Linked DNA regions of Bombyx mori: region 2 is linked to region 1. A link is a contact called in public Hi-C data. All regions are on one chromosome and are shown on one strand. Each heading gives the region's core, a stretch centred on a gene start, on an enhancer-like site or on the middle of the called end of the contact. The rest is flanking DNA. Distances are from core to core; before and after follow the strand shown.

Evidence for each region. Hi-C and Micro-C count contacts between places; a contact is called where the count stands out from the background.
Region 2: a Hi-C map of posterior silk gland shows a contact between it and region 1, with 2.3 times the contacts expected there. The contact joins the promoter of LOC119628334 here to the enhancer-like site in region 1. A contact is called at or near these places in 6 of 7 Hi-C or Micro-C datasets (midgut, posterior silk gland, an unstated tissue and 1 more).

Annotation. Positions count from the first base shown.
Region 1 is chr5:6,169,905-6,177,224 of ASM3026992v2, reverse strand. All of the region lies in intron 1 of LOC134198896 (a long non-coding RNA gene), which reads left to right. Among protein-coding and RNA genes, the nearest start is that of LOC134198896, 6.9 kb to the left of the region's middle. Within about 2 kb of position 4,129, at least 8 of the 8 cell types and tissues checked have open chromatin away from gene starts, as enhancers often do.
Region 2 is chr5:6,221,629-6,228,948 of ASM3026992v2, reverse strand. LOC119628334 reads right to left here and starts at 3,311. Exons shown (of 1, transcript XM_038011275.2): 1 at 425-3,311. The coding sequence starts at 3,311. The coding sequence ends at 744. LOC101738633 (probable hydroxyacid-oxoacid transhydrogenase, mitochondrial) reads left to right here. Exons shown (of 8, transcript XM_038011278.2): 8 at 137-388. The coding sequence ends at 220.

The sequences.
Region 1 (7,320 bases), core at 2,880-5,379:
AAATGTGTACATGTACGCACCTCCTAGCTTAAATTGTCCAAGTAATTGTGTTCTTAAACTTAAAAAAGCAGTTTATGGTTTGAAGCAGTCTGCTAGGGCATGGAATACCAGAATAAATGATTATTTAATAGACATGGATTATGTAAAGTCAGTTTCAGAACCATGTTTGTATAGTAAAAAATGTAAAAATGAGCAGATTATCATTGCAATATTTGTTGATGATTTTTTCATTTTTTCTAATAGTAAGACTATGACTAATGATTTCAAGAAAAAGCTAATGTCAAAATTTAAAATCAAAGATTTAGGTAAAATAAAAAGGTGTTTAGGCATGCGAGTGAAATATGAAAATAATTGTATCACCATTGATCAGGAACAATTTGTAAAACAAATTCTTAAAAAGTTTTATATGAATGATTGTAATACAAAAGATACTCCAATGGAATGTAATTTGAGATTAAATAAGGCAGAATGTGTTGACAAACAGTTTCCCTATCAACAGCTTATAGGAAATCTTATGTATTTGTCAGTATTAACGCGTCCAGATATATCATACAGTGTGAGCTATCTTAGCCAATTTAATAATTGTTTTACTTCAGTTCATTGGCATCATGCAAAAAGAATTTTAAAATATTTACAAAAAACTAAGTCTTACGGTTTGAAGTTTACTAAAGACACTTGTAATTTAGAAGGCTTCGTAGATGCTGATTGGGCTTCAAATAGTATAGATAGGAAATCCTACACAGGTTTTTGCTTTAAATTGTCAGGCTGTGTAGTATCCTATGAATGCAGGAAGCAACAAACAGTAGCGTTGTCAAGTACTGAAGCCGAATACATGGCCATTGCTGAGGCATGTAAAGAAGCAATATATTTAAAAAGTATTTTATCAGATATTGTTGATTGTAATTATACTGTTGTAATCTACAACGATAATCAGGGAGCTCAAAAGTTGACGGAAAATCCTTTGTTTCACAAACGAACTAAGCACATAGATGTGCGCTACCATTTTATACGAGAAGCAGTTTCTAATAAGCTTGTAAAAATTGATTATCTGTCAACGTCTGAGATGCCCGCCGATATATTAACGAAAAGTCTAAGTGGTGCCAAACATAACTATTTAGTAAAATTATTAGGAGTTCAAAAAGTTTAAAAACGTCAAGGTCAAGTTGTTGTTCTTGATTTTGTTGTTAATTGATATTAGATTATTTTGATAAGTGGTGCTGTTAAAATATGTTTATTTATTAATATCAAAATAATAAGTTTAATTTATACTAGCGGCATCTAGTGGTCACAATATGTACTAGTAGTGTACCATAGTCAATTACCAAGAAATAAAGTACTTCATTCTCAACCGTCATCTCATTCGTTTCAATAGTACCTAGTAAGAAATATCATCGCAATTAAAACATAGTTGCGGTACAAATTCTGCCTTTGTGGAAGATAAAGGTGAAACAGGAAATGAAAACCAGTTCCAGGTATTATGTTTCGAGCGAAACATGCATAGTCGTGATATACCTATAATGCATGTGATCGTCTATTTAAAAAAATAAAAACAAACGTGTGGCACTCGGGAACTGCCGTAATAAAGCTATTGCATAGCATTCTTTATCAACTTATGCAATTATAATTAGACAATGATAATTTAATATTAAAACAATAATAAAACAAGACCACGCTATATTAAACATTAATAAAAGCAAAACCTTAACCGTCCCCTTCACACTCATAAGCTAGACCGCGCGAAAGAGAGATGGGCAGACTTTTCATGATGCGCATGCAGTGTGACGTCACGCCACGCGCTTATTCACAAATACTACACAAGCGCAACGTGTGAATGTGTTGAACGCAGCTACATGGTAGGCGGAGTGAGGGGTGTAAGGTTTTTTTCGTTACGGAATTTCATGATTCGGTCGCCGCGCTCAAGGCTCGCGATAAAAGCTACGCAATAGCTTAAAAAACAGCCGACTTTATTTTCGGGTTTTTCTAATTGAATTTATTTAAATATTTAGATCACAGTTTAGAAAATTATCGACAGAAAGGCGTTAAAGAATCGATGACGTCACAGTTCAACTCTGCCTCGACTTTGCATGCACGCACGTAAACTCAATTCGGGACAATGAACATTTTACGGTTCATATGGAACGTTGAACGTGTAATATAATTGTTCGCTGCAACATCGAATACAACACCGAAACGGAAATTAAAGTCTTCTCCGATGAATCATTTGAAACGTGACGCGTATCGAAAAAAAAAAAAAGGTTCGATTCACATACGGATCATGAAATCTTTCAATATTTTATTTTTCCTGCCTATGCCGATAGCCTTGAGAGGCTACTTCAGCTTTACCTTAACGTGTAGGTGAGCTCACGGGGCTCAAACCGAAAGTGTTGTTAACACTTTGCCTCAGTTTCCCAGAATCTACCACCGGATCGGAAACGCGACCCACTGAGAAGATCCGGCGAGAAACTCAGTAAGCTTCTTTCAATGACGAGTGTTGATCATAGGGGTTTTTTGTGATGCGAGTCTGGTGAGTGAGACAGCAGACCCGTCACGTAACGCGTCCGAATGAAGGTCGACACTTCGGTGGCTCTAACTTTGTAACGATCGACTGTATGTCATCAGATTGGCTAACCTCGTTTTTATGCAAAAGCAATTGTACGTTGTCTTAAAAACAGTGAAAGGGTGAATGATGTGTTTCGCGTTTTCGTTGCGTCAACCGATGCAGTTTATGTATGTGATACACGTTTTTTTTTTGTTGTTTTTTAATTAAAATAATAAACAAATTGTGCATTGAACTGAGCTTCTGTTTGCAGGGTTGAATGAACGAGTTCATTTATTTGTTAAAATCGATTCCGCTCTTTTGTTATTTGCGAATGAAAATACGAAATTGTATAGTTTATGTTGGGTAACATAATAATAGGTATAACAAAAGCGATATAACGGTACCGTGTCTATCATAGTACGACTTGGCGCCATTCATCGATACCCGATCAAGTATTTTTGTTTATAATTGGTAACCATTAGGGCTAATTGCTGCAGATAAGTTAATATGTTACGTGTTTTGTCGTATTATCCTGTTGCATTCAGACGTGACTCAAACGTGGTCTTAATATGGGTTTCCTGGTATTCCGAAAAAGGTATTTCGTTTCAATGCGAACGTGGAAAAGTAATATTACATGTATCTAACGATGATAGTCTAGCGCCAAGATAAGGAATTCAAAATCGAATGATAACCTATTCAAGTCGATTCCAAGCGAAAATCAAGTAGGTAAAACCGCTCACGGGTTTCAAACACACAAAGAAAATTATGTAGTTGTTGCCTACAGAGTGACACAAAAGCTTATAAAACTTGTTACAATACAAAATGCGGGTAAAGAATATAAATATTACACAGCACTGAACACGAAATGAAAGAAGCACGTGATTTAGTTGAATAGTTACACAATTTAGTTTTAAAACTTATAATTTGTAGGGTGCGAGCTTGCGCAGGCGGCGAAGGTAGCGCCGCGCCTCACCCGCGAGCCTCTTTCGGCTGCTTGTACTCTCTGCACACACTGCCCTCAGTAAATTCTTTGCATAAATAAGCGAGAAAGCTTTCCATATCCACGAAACGTATAGTTCCACGCAACTGTATTAAACACGATCACTGCTTCCGAAAAACTAAACTAATTCGCTTACCTTGCACTGCGTAGTAGCGATGTTCTAACGCGATCGATGAAAGAAAAACAAATGAAAAGCTGGCACACAGTCACGTTCGTACGAATACTTTGAGAGTAATGGCGCCGCCAGTCGGTCGTTCGTTCGTCGGGTCTCTCGCTGACTAGGAAGGCGAGCCTTGTTTGCTCAGTTACGTAGCCCTGGCAACTTCGCGCTCTGTTCTGTATACACGTTTCGACGTAAGAACGAACGAGATAGAACTATTATTATCAATACGTCAGCGGTTTTATACCTGGTGCAGCAACCCACATCAGCGATGCTTCCGACAAATTAAAAATACATATAAATATATAGGTATCTATTATTTTTGTATGCATAAAATGTTTATTATGCACAATGTTTAAAGTTTACATTGGGTAACAAAATCACAAATTCCGAATCGCATAGCCGAAGCGAAGTGAGTTGTAAATACGTGACTCCAGCAGTAAACTGAGGAGTGCTACCAAAAACCACAAGTAATAATATCCTGCCTTTACATTTTACATTTAATTTTAGCTATAAACTATTGCATATTCATAGTATTTTGGATATTGGTCATATGTAGTATGTAGGTTTAGGAATTACGAACTATTAGGTCGAATTAATACGTACCTAATTTGTTACTCTAGATTATACTCTTAATATTAAACATTTGGAAGCACACATCGTATCGTACCCAAAGGTACGTGGGATTCTTAGGTTTCATTATATGTTAAAAGGACATATAAGTAAAATAAAAATAATGTTCAATAAAATTTAAATTAGGTAAGAAATTTTATTATTGGTTACAAATGCTTTCTAAAATAAACTATGCTGCCATCTAGTTTCTATTACTTGATGAAAAGTTTTAGTACTAAAAATGAAGTAGTACACTATATTGCCAAAAGGTGGCGGTAGCTTATTTTTTAACTAAATGTTCCAGCAGATGGCACTCAAAACTTATAATCACAATTTAAAGCTGATAATAATATGCATAGAAATTGCCTATTTGATAATATGTTTTTAATATAGATATATATACATCTATATATTTTAACGATGGACCAAATGAAGTATTAATGTTATAGGTATAGTATATTTTTTAGTATTTTTTTTATTGCCCATTGCATATATTGTGCTAATTTTATTATAAGAAGTCTAAATGCATAATCAAATCTAATTGATTATTTTTGACTTATTCACAAATAAAGCATACTATACTATTTAATGCCATTTATAAAATATTCTTATAATTATTTTGAGTAATAGTTATAGAATATTCAATCGAATAAGTAAAAATAAAGTAAACCACAAAATTTTATGCCCATTTTAGATTTAGCTTAAGTTCCTTTTGATATGTTAGTGAATATTATGTGGGTTACAGTTTGGTTAAGTTTAGTGGCGTATATATTTTGCAGATTACAACGATTTGGCTAATGGCGATTTCTGCCCACTGAGTTTCTCGGCGGGTCTTTTCAGTGGGTCGCGTTTCCGATTCGGTGGTAGATTCTGCGAAGCACGGCTCTTGCTAGGGTCCGTGTTAGCAACATCGTCAGGTTTGAGCCCCGTGAGCTCACCTACTATTTAGGCGAATCTAGAATAACCCCTCGAGGCTACTAGAATAGGTAGAAAAAAAGGCGATTTCAAGAAAATCGTATAAAGCAAATCTTATGCTTCGTTTACACGCTTGCCGAGGCTTGGCAAACGTCCATAATCTCCAAGACTTTACAACCGCTTGGATGTCATTTACACGCTTCCGGGTCGTTAGTGTGGTCCGGACAGGCAAGCTGTGCCGGCAAGCATGGCAGACGTGGACGTCGAAGTCGATCGAAGTTGTGTCGGCTATTGCGTTTAGCTTGACATATTTTCTTCAATAAATACATACAGTACAAAGGAAGCGAAAATTTTGCCAAAGAAGATGGTGGATTACAAATCCATAGATACTGATATTAAAAACGCGCCAACGTGTAATGTACGACACAAGCGCTTGCCGCAAGCTTCCTTTGATTTGTGTTAAAAAACCTTTGCCCGAATTGGCGACTAGCTCAGCCATAAACCCCGTTCACACGCTTGTTTTTGTGGACGTTTACCAAGGCTAGCGTGCAAACGTAGTATTATTTGAAACATGTATTATCTATACATTAACATAGTATTATGAGAGATACACAGCCCGGGCAAGACGAAAAGTTTCGCGAGGACCTCATCTTTTCTTACCACAGGGACTCTAGTTAGGCTTGTTCTTTTTATGACAAAATGCTGACCTGTTTGTTAGATGTGAAACATTTATTTATTTAAAACGTGAATAAATAGATGAGAAAAAAAGGGTGCGTGTACTTATGTACGCGCGTAAGAAGTTATACTTTATCTTTATTAATTTTTTTTTTTTAATGATTAACAATAAATATTTAACGTTAATAATTTAATAATATTTAGTATGAATTATATTAAATAATAATTTTGTCATTTATATTATTAAAAAATGAATGCTAATAACACTTTTTTTTACGAGTGTACATGCGCGAAAGTTCACCTGCGGCTATATTCAGACTCGCCAAGTTAAGTCCGTCGTATTGTAATGAGCGATTTAGTGGGCAACTTCATTCTGTTAATTTTGTGTCACGGTGCGCGCGCATCGTAAAATTTCACTCTCATAAATTTTTCAAAACGCGCCTAAAGAAGTATAACTTCAAAAATTTTAAAAAAAAAAGAAAGAAAAAAACCACGATTCCTGATTTTATTATTTCAAGGAGGCAACAAAATTTAGCGTTTTTTCTTCCTTTTTGATTTGAAGTCGGTTATTGATTAACAGTTTTTGCGCTTGGCAGTAAATCAATTTGTTTTATGCAAAACCACATTCTGATGAACGAGATTATAAATTCATCTATGTACCTACTATCTAAAATCTTCTATTATTATGATACCGTCATGGAAGTGTGTCAGTACATTAGATACGGCTTATATAAATAGTATGGCTTAGAATTGACCCTTAATCAATAATTATTGTCAAATCGATTGTTGACTTGACTTGTTTTTTTATTTATTTTTATTGCCCTTTTAGGCAGACGACCCCCCCTGTGGGTGAGTAGTTATCGTCGCCTATGGACTTCAGTAATGCCAGGGGCAGAGCCAAGCCGCTGCCTAAAAACGGAGTGCGGAGAGCGGATTCAATGGAGTGTTTTTTTATTTATTTAAAGAGTACAGGTGGCCCGGAGGCCCTTCCAGTTTCACCAGGACAGGTGGGCGGGCAAAGGCTCAGGTAGGAGGGGTGGGATTTGCTAACAGCTGCCCGAACGCCTCCGAAGGAGACCTAACAACTCAAGAGCAGCTGCTTCGCGAATGAATCTACTACCGGATCGAAATAGCGACCCGCTGAGAAGATCCGGCGAGAAACTCAGCGAGCTGATTCATGGGTTAGGTTGCATGTTGAACTCTTTGTCGAGTTCGACGAGTACGGTTACCGGGGTCCCTTAGCCTGCTCCTAGTGTTAGAGCTGAAGGCGTCAACTCATTCAAGTGTAATTGTAACCAAATTGTTTATGTACATTGAAGTAAACGTAATACCGAAGAAGGAACTCGCTATAAAGACGGATTTAGGAGATTTAACAATAAAATACTTTTTATACACAATACAAACCGATATAGCATGACC
Region 2 (7,320 bases), core at 2,062-4,561, 53 kb before region 1:
AATAGTGTACTCTTCAGACGTCTGTTGAAATACTGAAATCGGTACAGGATATTTGATTCTAATCTTTTAAATTAATTACTATACTATTCGAAAGGGCCTACAAATTTTACAGATTCTTGTCCTTGTATTGTTATAGGATCGTTTATTAAAAATCGCTCCAGTGACACAATCTGAAGAGGATTTATCAAAATTGCTGGAGGAATCATTGACCATTTACTAATTGTTTCAATGTAAGTTAATGTAAATTGTATTTGATAGTGATTGCTCAAATGAAACATCATTCTTGTTAGTAATATATATTTCGCCATTGTAAAATCGTTACAGAACTAATTAGTTTTAGTAATTAAATATAGTATTTCAAAAATAAATATTTTTATATTGGATATAATCTGGTTTTTTTTGGGTAGATGAAACAAAAACCACATTTTAGTATTTAATTTTAATATTTTTAAGTACATAAAATAAACCTATCAACTAATTTGTATAATATATAATAATATGTATAATCTTAAATTAATTAGTAATTTGACTTCGATTTGTTACTTGATAATTCAAAAAAAAAGCGCTAGATAATTTGGTCGAATTGTTACTCGAGTGTACACATAAAGGCACTAATATGAAATGTGTCAAATATTTATTGTGTGACTAGCGCGTATATTCTATCACTTGTTGCTTGAAAAAGAGTTAGCTCAGTTGTTAGTTTCATGATATAACTCTTAAAAATTAAATTTTGTACGTGTGGCTCACACTGCTTCTGGCACGATGTTGTTGTGGTGGAAGGGACTGCTCTCATAGGACATGTTGGATGCATTGACAGTGACGCTGTGAAGTGGAGCATATCGGCTTAGTTTTGGAGTGGCCGGACCTGTGAGGTCTTCGGACAACTGCTGGTATACCAAGCCGCAGTCCTTTTTGGTGCGGCCGGGTTGACTCATCGCTGCAATAATGGCACTGTTGTATCTGAGCTGCCTGGTTCTTGATTTACACGTCATCATGACGACCTTAGCGATAACGATTAGCAACAAAAGCGCTCCGAGGATGGCAATGGATATTGGCCACAAGTAGCTGTAATGGCCGTGTTCTTCCTCGGTCGATGTTCGTACATAGACGTCTGGCTCAGAATTTTCGTATAAGTCTAAGAGCTTGATGTCAATCTTAACTTTCTCTGTGGCCTGTTGTTCAGATTTCTTTGTATTCTCAGATTTCGAGTCCGTTTTGTTGATGAGCTCATATTTAAGATCTATGTCATCATTCTCGTAATCTTCGCCAGAGTCGTCTTCGTCGTCATCATCGTCGCCCTCGTCTTCATCATCATCGGGATCAACGTCATCTGATTCTTCATCAGTGCTATCAATTATTAGTTTGCTGTCAGCAGAAGCGTTGGTATCATCAGGAATTTTACCGTCATCTAAGGTGTTCTTCAAATCGAAATTACCCTCAGTGTCCTTGTCGATTCTTTCCCAAATTTCTTCGTCAGATACAGCCGATAATGGTTCAACAGGATGGGAAATAACTGTAGTTCCACAAGTCTTGATAGTCAGGAAATCCCAGCTGTAAGTGGCATCATCATCTTTTCCATCTCTAGCCATATTGGCGACGTTGGCAGAGTTACCAGTAGGCAACACTGTGTGGTTGTTCAGCCATGTCATGAGGTTTTCAAAGTCTCGGCTGCAGGCCAACGGATTGTTGGTAATGTCTAAAGTACGTAGTTTGTTCAAATTATCTAATTCGTTTTGTTTAATTTCCGTAATTCTATTGTGGGATACATTCAAGAATAGTAAATTGATAAGAACTGTCAGTGGGTGATTTTTATCTACTTTCCACAAAGAGGTTAATTCAGCGTGACTCATGTCTAGCCAAATCATGGCCGGAGTGTGGACAAAAATTTCCGCAGAAAGTACTTTAAGAGGGTTACCTTGTAAATTAAGCTTTGCAAGTTCATTGTTCTTTGCGAAGAGCTTAGGATCTAAAGTGGTGAGCATATTATAAGCAAGATTGATTTCCATTAATTTAGGGCAGTGCGAGAAAACGGTATTGTTTATGGTAGTTAATTTATTATTCGATAGATGAATTATTGACAGAGCAGAGAATGTTTTCAGAGAATTATCGTAAATCTCTTCTAGACCACAGTCAGATGCGCCAAAGAAGTAAATATTAAACTGATCAGATGAGCATGTGAAACCTTCAACCGGTAAATGTTTTAGCCGTGGGTTGTTTGAAATTTTGAAGATGTCAAGTTCGATGTTTTCTTTGATAAGAATACTGGACATGTAATCCAAATTATTATACGACAAATCTAAATAATTGAGTTCTACTAATTTGTGGAATGCCTGGTTATGGATTTTCTCGATACTATTTCCGCTGAGGTTGAGATTAGCAATAAGACCCATACCGTTGAACATTGATGGCCCAACAAACTTAATGTTTGTTTGTCCCGCATTAAGTGTAAGCAAATCGGATATTTGGAGGCCATACACTGTATCAATAGGATTTTTCAGTAAATGCAGTGTTGCTAGTTCGGTGTTTTCCGAGAAAATGTCGTCGGGGAGCGATTTAATGTGATTGTTGCGGAGATCTAACTCTTCGAGATCGAGTAATTTTTTGAATGTATCTGGATCCATATCGGATAGGTTGTTACCGGCAACATTCAAGTACATCAAACCAGGCATATTTTTGAAAGTATTTGCCGTGATGTACTGCATGTTACAGTATGAAACATCAAGCTCTTGTACAGAGGAAGCGTTCAAGAAGTAATTTTCGGACCCAGCTGCAGGAAATTTGAGGGGATTGTTTGAAAGCGTTAGAAGTAACAGCTTCTTATTGTTCGCAAACGTCTCAGGATGAAGGCTCTTTAGGTTGTTGTTGGATAGGTTGACTGCGTAAAGGTCATGGACACCATGGAAAGCATTGGGGGCGATATAACCAATCGTGCTGTTCACGATTTTTACAGTAGCAACCTGGTGAAGTCCGAGTTTTTTGAACATGAAGTCGTCTAGATTAATCGGGTAGCGGGGATCTGCGTTTTCGACCACGAGATCAAGGATATCATCGCCGAACTTTTGTGTACCGATTTCGAGGAAGCTGCACTTGGCTTGTCTGTATCCCTGAGATACAGAGCATATGCAGTCTCTGGGACAGGGCCTGTCCTCGTTGTACAAAACCTCTTGGTATTCCGCGGGTTCGTAATCCTCATATTGATCCAATAAGTTGTCGGCGTCTTTGTCTTTCTTGACGGTTTTATTGATAGATTCGCCGAATACCAGCGCGCATGCTGCCAGGAGCAGTAGTAACTCCCGGGACCTTGCCCCCATGTCGTAGCGAACTCTGAAACGTGACAAAGGGATATTTTAATCAACCGACAAAATATACATACTTATCTTTGACTATTATTAAATTATCTGACAGCAGTCAAGAATAGTGGCGGTGCTGTGATCAATCATTGGACGCGACAACCAAAGAGAATCGAGTGGGCATGTTCTTCCAAAAAAAATTATGACTTCGGTTTCTAAATTTCCAATTATATTAATGGCCTTTAATGTATGTTTGGAAATCATTCAACTAATACTACTGGGCTGACGAATTTGTTGGTTCTTAAAAGGCTTGTTTTTGGAGTGTTTATTTTGCTATAAGAACTGTACTAATTAGTTGTTTAACGCATGAAAGCTTAAAAAAATAACATCTAAACAAATTATTTGAAAACGGAATGTATGTATTTATTACGATTTAAAATCAACGCTACAAATGGAAATATCCACAACACGTATAATGAATGACACTGCCTATATTGTATCTTCGTCAATAAAATGTAGACAAAGAGAACAGATGTTCCAGGCATTGTTCTAGTGAAATCTTATCTGAGCATTGTCCATCTGTCCGTTTGTTGACTGCCTCAGTAAACGGATAGCAAGAGTTCTTGGTTTGTTAAAATTGTATTGGAATATTTTTGAATATAGGAAAAAAAAACAATTAATATAATTATGGAATCGATTTAAAAGCAAAGCTTACATATCTATGGAACATCGTAAATTCGTTGCATAGGTAATTGTTTGTTTTTTTTTTATTGCTGAGGTGGGTGGACTAGCCCACAGCCCACCTGGTGTTAAGCGGTTACTGGAGCCCATAGACATCTACGACGTAAATCAGCCACCCACCTTGAGACATGAGTTCTAAAGTCTCAATGTAGTTACAACGGCTGCCCCGCCCTTGAAACCGAAACGCATTACTGCTTCACGGCAGAAATAAGCAGGGTGGTGGTATCTACCCGTGCGGACTCACAAGAGGTCCTACCACCAGTAGTATAACCGTAATCAATTATTAAATGAAACGTTTAATATCAAACAAACCAATTAACTAAAAAAATATTTTAAAAAAACCCACGTTTTTTTTTTTCTTTATAATGAAAACCACGCTATCTGATATGAATATTTACTGTCATCCGACCTTACTCAGTGGTTTTTCCTTCTAACTATTTCGCAATATCGGCGCAGACGCCTTCTTTATTTGCATGGTAATTATGATCGTCAAAGTCCGTATGTCGTTTTACACTTCAATAAATAATAACACAGTAAACAAAATACACACTCACTGAACAGGATTAGACAATAGCTTTGCGTTGATAATTTATTGTAGAAAGTCTTTGCACTTTCACACTACGACAATGGGCACTATGCGATCGCGCTCCACGACCGTGTCGACTTCACGGATGCCGGTAACTGAATGAACTATGAAGGGCCGATATTTACCGGCCGATATGCCGAGAGCGCAAAAGGTAATACGGCTTGTTTCAGGTTTATATTGCGTGGTTGTGTTTAGTGCAGCATACACAGAAGTCACGGACGGACACAAAATAAAATTGTGCCTACTGTATATTTTTATCTGTCATGCTCTGGTATAATGATGGATTAAGGGCATTGATATTCATTTTTTTTTATTGCCTAGATATGTGGACGAGCTCACAGCCCACCTGGTGTTATGTAGTTACTGGAACCCATAGACATCTACAACGTAAATGCGCCACACACCTTGAGATATAAGTTCTAAGGTCTCAATATAGTTACAACGGCTGCCCCACCCTTCAAACCGAAACGCATTACTGCTTCACGGCAGAAATAGGCGGGGTGGTGGTACCTACCCGTGCGGACTCACAAGAGGTCTTACCACCAGTAATTACGCAAATTATAATTTTGCGGGTTTGATTTTTATTACACGATGTTATTCCTTCACCGTGGAAGTCAATCGTGAACAATTGTTAAGTACGTATTTCATTATAAAAATTGGTACTCGCCTGCGGTATTCGAACACCGTTGCATCGCTATATACGAATGCACCAGACGTCTTATCTTTTAGGGCACGACGACTTCAATTATTATTTATATATGAGTCGTCTATTACCAAAGGCGGCAATCTGTGCATTTGGACAAAAAAAATTTATTGATATGTCAATACAGATTGATTTGAATATAATCGTCTCCTTCAAAGAATACGGTTCAAAACCTGCATTAAATAAAGGTTAATAGTTAACCTGTTATTTATCTAAAATGTCGTTCCGAAGAGTTTTGTGACTGCCAATGGAATACAAAGTCAATAATTCGTTTTTCTGATTTACCAATCATTGTCCAAAAGTCAGATTGCCGGCTTTGATAATAGTCGACTCATATATAGGTATTTATTGACTGAACGATTGTGGAATAGAGATCTAATAATTGACCTTCTGGCGATTGATTGTTTTCGAGGGTCAGACATAAAAAGCTATTCATTTTTACACACACTCTAGCTCTATAGCAACATGCTGTGGTTCCGTCTTAACATTTGGCGTCCTTTACAGACTGGTAAGATGAAATCATATGTAATAATATGCTGTCTCCTAGTGTATTGCTTACATTGAAGAATCGCCGATAAGATTAGATAAATTTTCATGTCGTTCTACATAGTTACTTCAAATAAGTAAACAGTCTTTTTTTATAGTTTTATAAACGGATATGTATTTTAATAATACGGTTAGCCATTTTTTTTTGTTTTTTTTTAAGTAATAGAATCTTCTAAATTTGAAGGCGTTCTTTTACTATCTGCCAGTAACCTTGAGGGGTTATTCTGGCCACACCTTGCCTGAGTGGTGGGGGAGCTCACGGGGCTAAGCCTGAAATAATTTGTAAACAGCAGGAGCAACGCTTCGTTGAATCTACCATCGGATCGGAATCGGGATCCCTTTAGAAGATCCGACGATAAAGTGGATTGTGTTTATCGGCAAACGCTCCTTTTTAATTACCCACTAAGCCTATTTAAAATTGATTCGAAATTATACGCTTTTATCATAAGGAGATCAACAAAAATTTATATTATTATACCTATGTCTAAATTACCACGAAATGTTTGTGATCAAACGAACACCTGCAATATCTAATATGTTAATGTGGATTGGTGTTCTTATATGGATGATGTCATCTCTTGTTGTTTTAGTCATAGAGGCCAAGGAAATGGATTGACGTGAAAAGTAAAGGTTTTTTTTTCTTAAAGTATAACAGTTGGACAGATCAAATTCGCGTCCCGTCTGTTATTAAGCGGTTACTTGAATAGACTGCTCAAAGACTTGAGATAATGAGATATCTTTAGGCTTGAGGTTGAAGACTAAATTGTATAGTATAAGGACTATTCCATCATTCAAACCGAGAATGCGTTACTGCTTTTTTATTGCCTTTTATAAGCATACGCCTATCTAATAGTGAGTGGTTGCCTCAGAGCAATCCCAGGGGCACAGTCAAGCAGCTGTCTACCGTAATAACATAGCGATAGAAATAGGCAGGCTTGTAGTAACCACTCATACAAATTTTACTTACCTACCTCCAGTAATATTTTATGATATTTGAGATACAGTAATATAAAGGGGTTGCTTAATATCATTTAAATTCAAATATTAAACATGAACTTTCATTATGACTTTTTTGTGTGTTTAATGTTTTGTTCTCATTTATGTTATAGTCACAATATTTTTAAATTTAAACGCCTTAGTACCGTTATAAAAGATTCTTGCACGTGTTCAAATTGCTAGTTTGAATGTTGTAATTCTCAGAAAACCTCATAAACTGTTGCTTGCCGAGAATTACTTATACAGCAATTGGTCAGCGGTACCTATATTAATTTCGATTTGTTTATAATTGTTTCTGAATATTATTTAGAGTAGTACTTAATTAATATGAAATAATCGTTTATTTCACAATCACCAAAAAAAAATTTTATAGTTAATATTTATAATGACGGCTAGTAATTAAAACTGTGTTGCTATCATAATGTCCACAATTAGATTTAGAGGAAAGTAAGAATTGC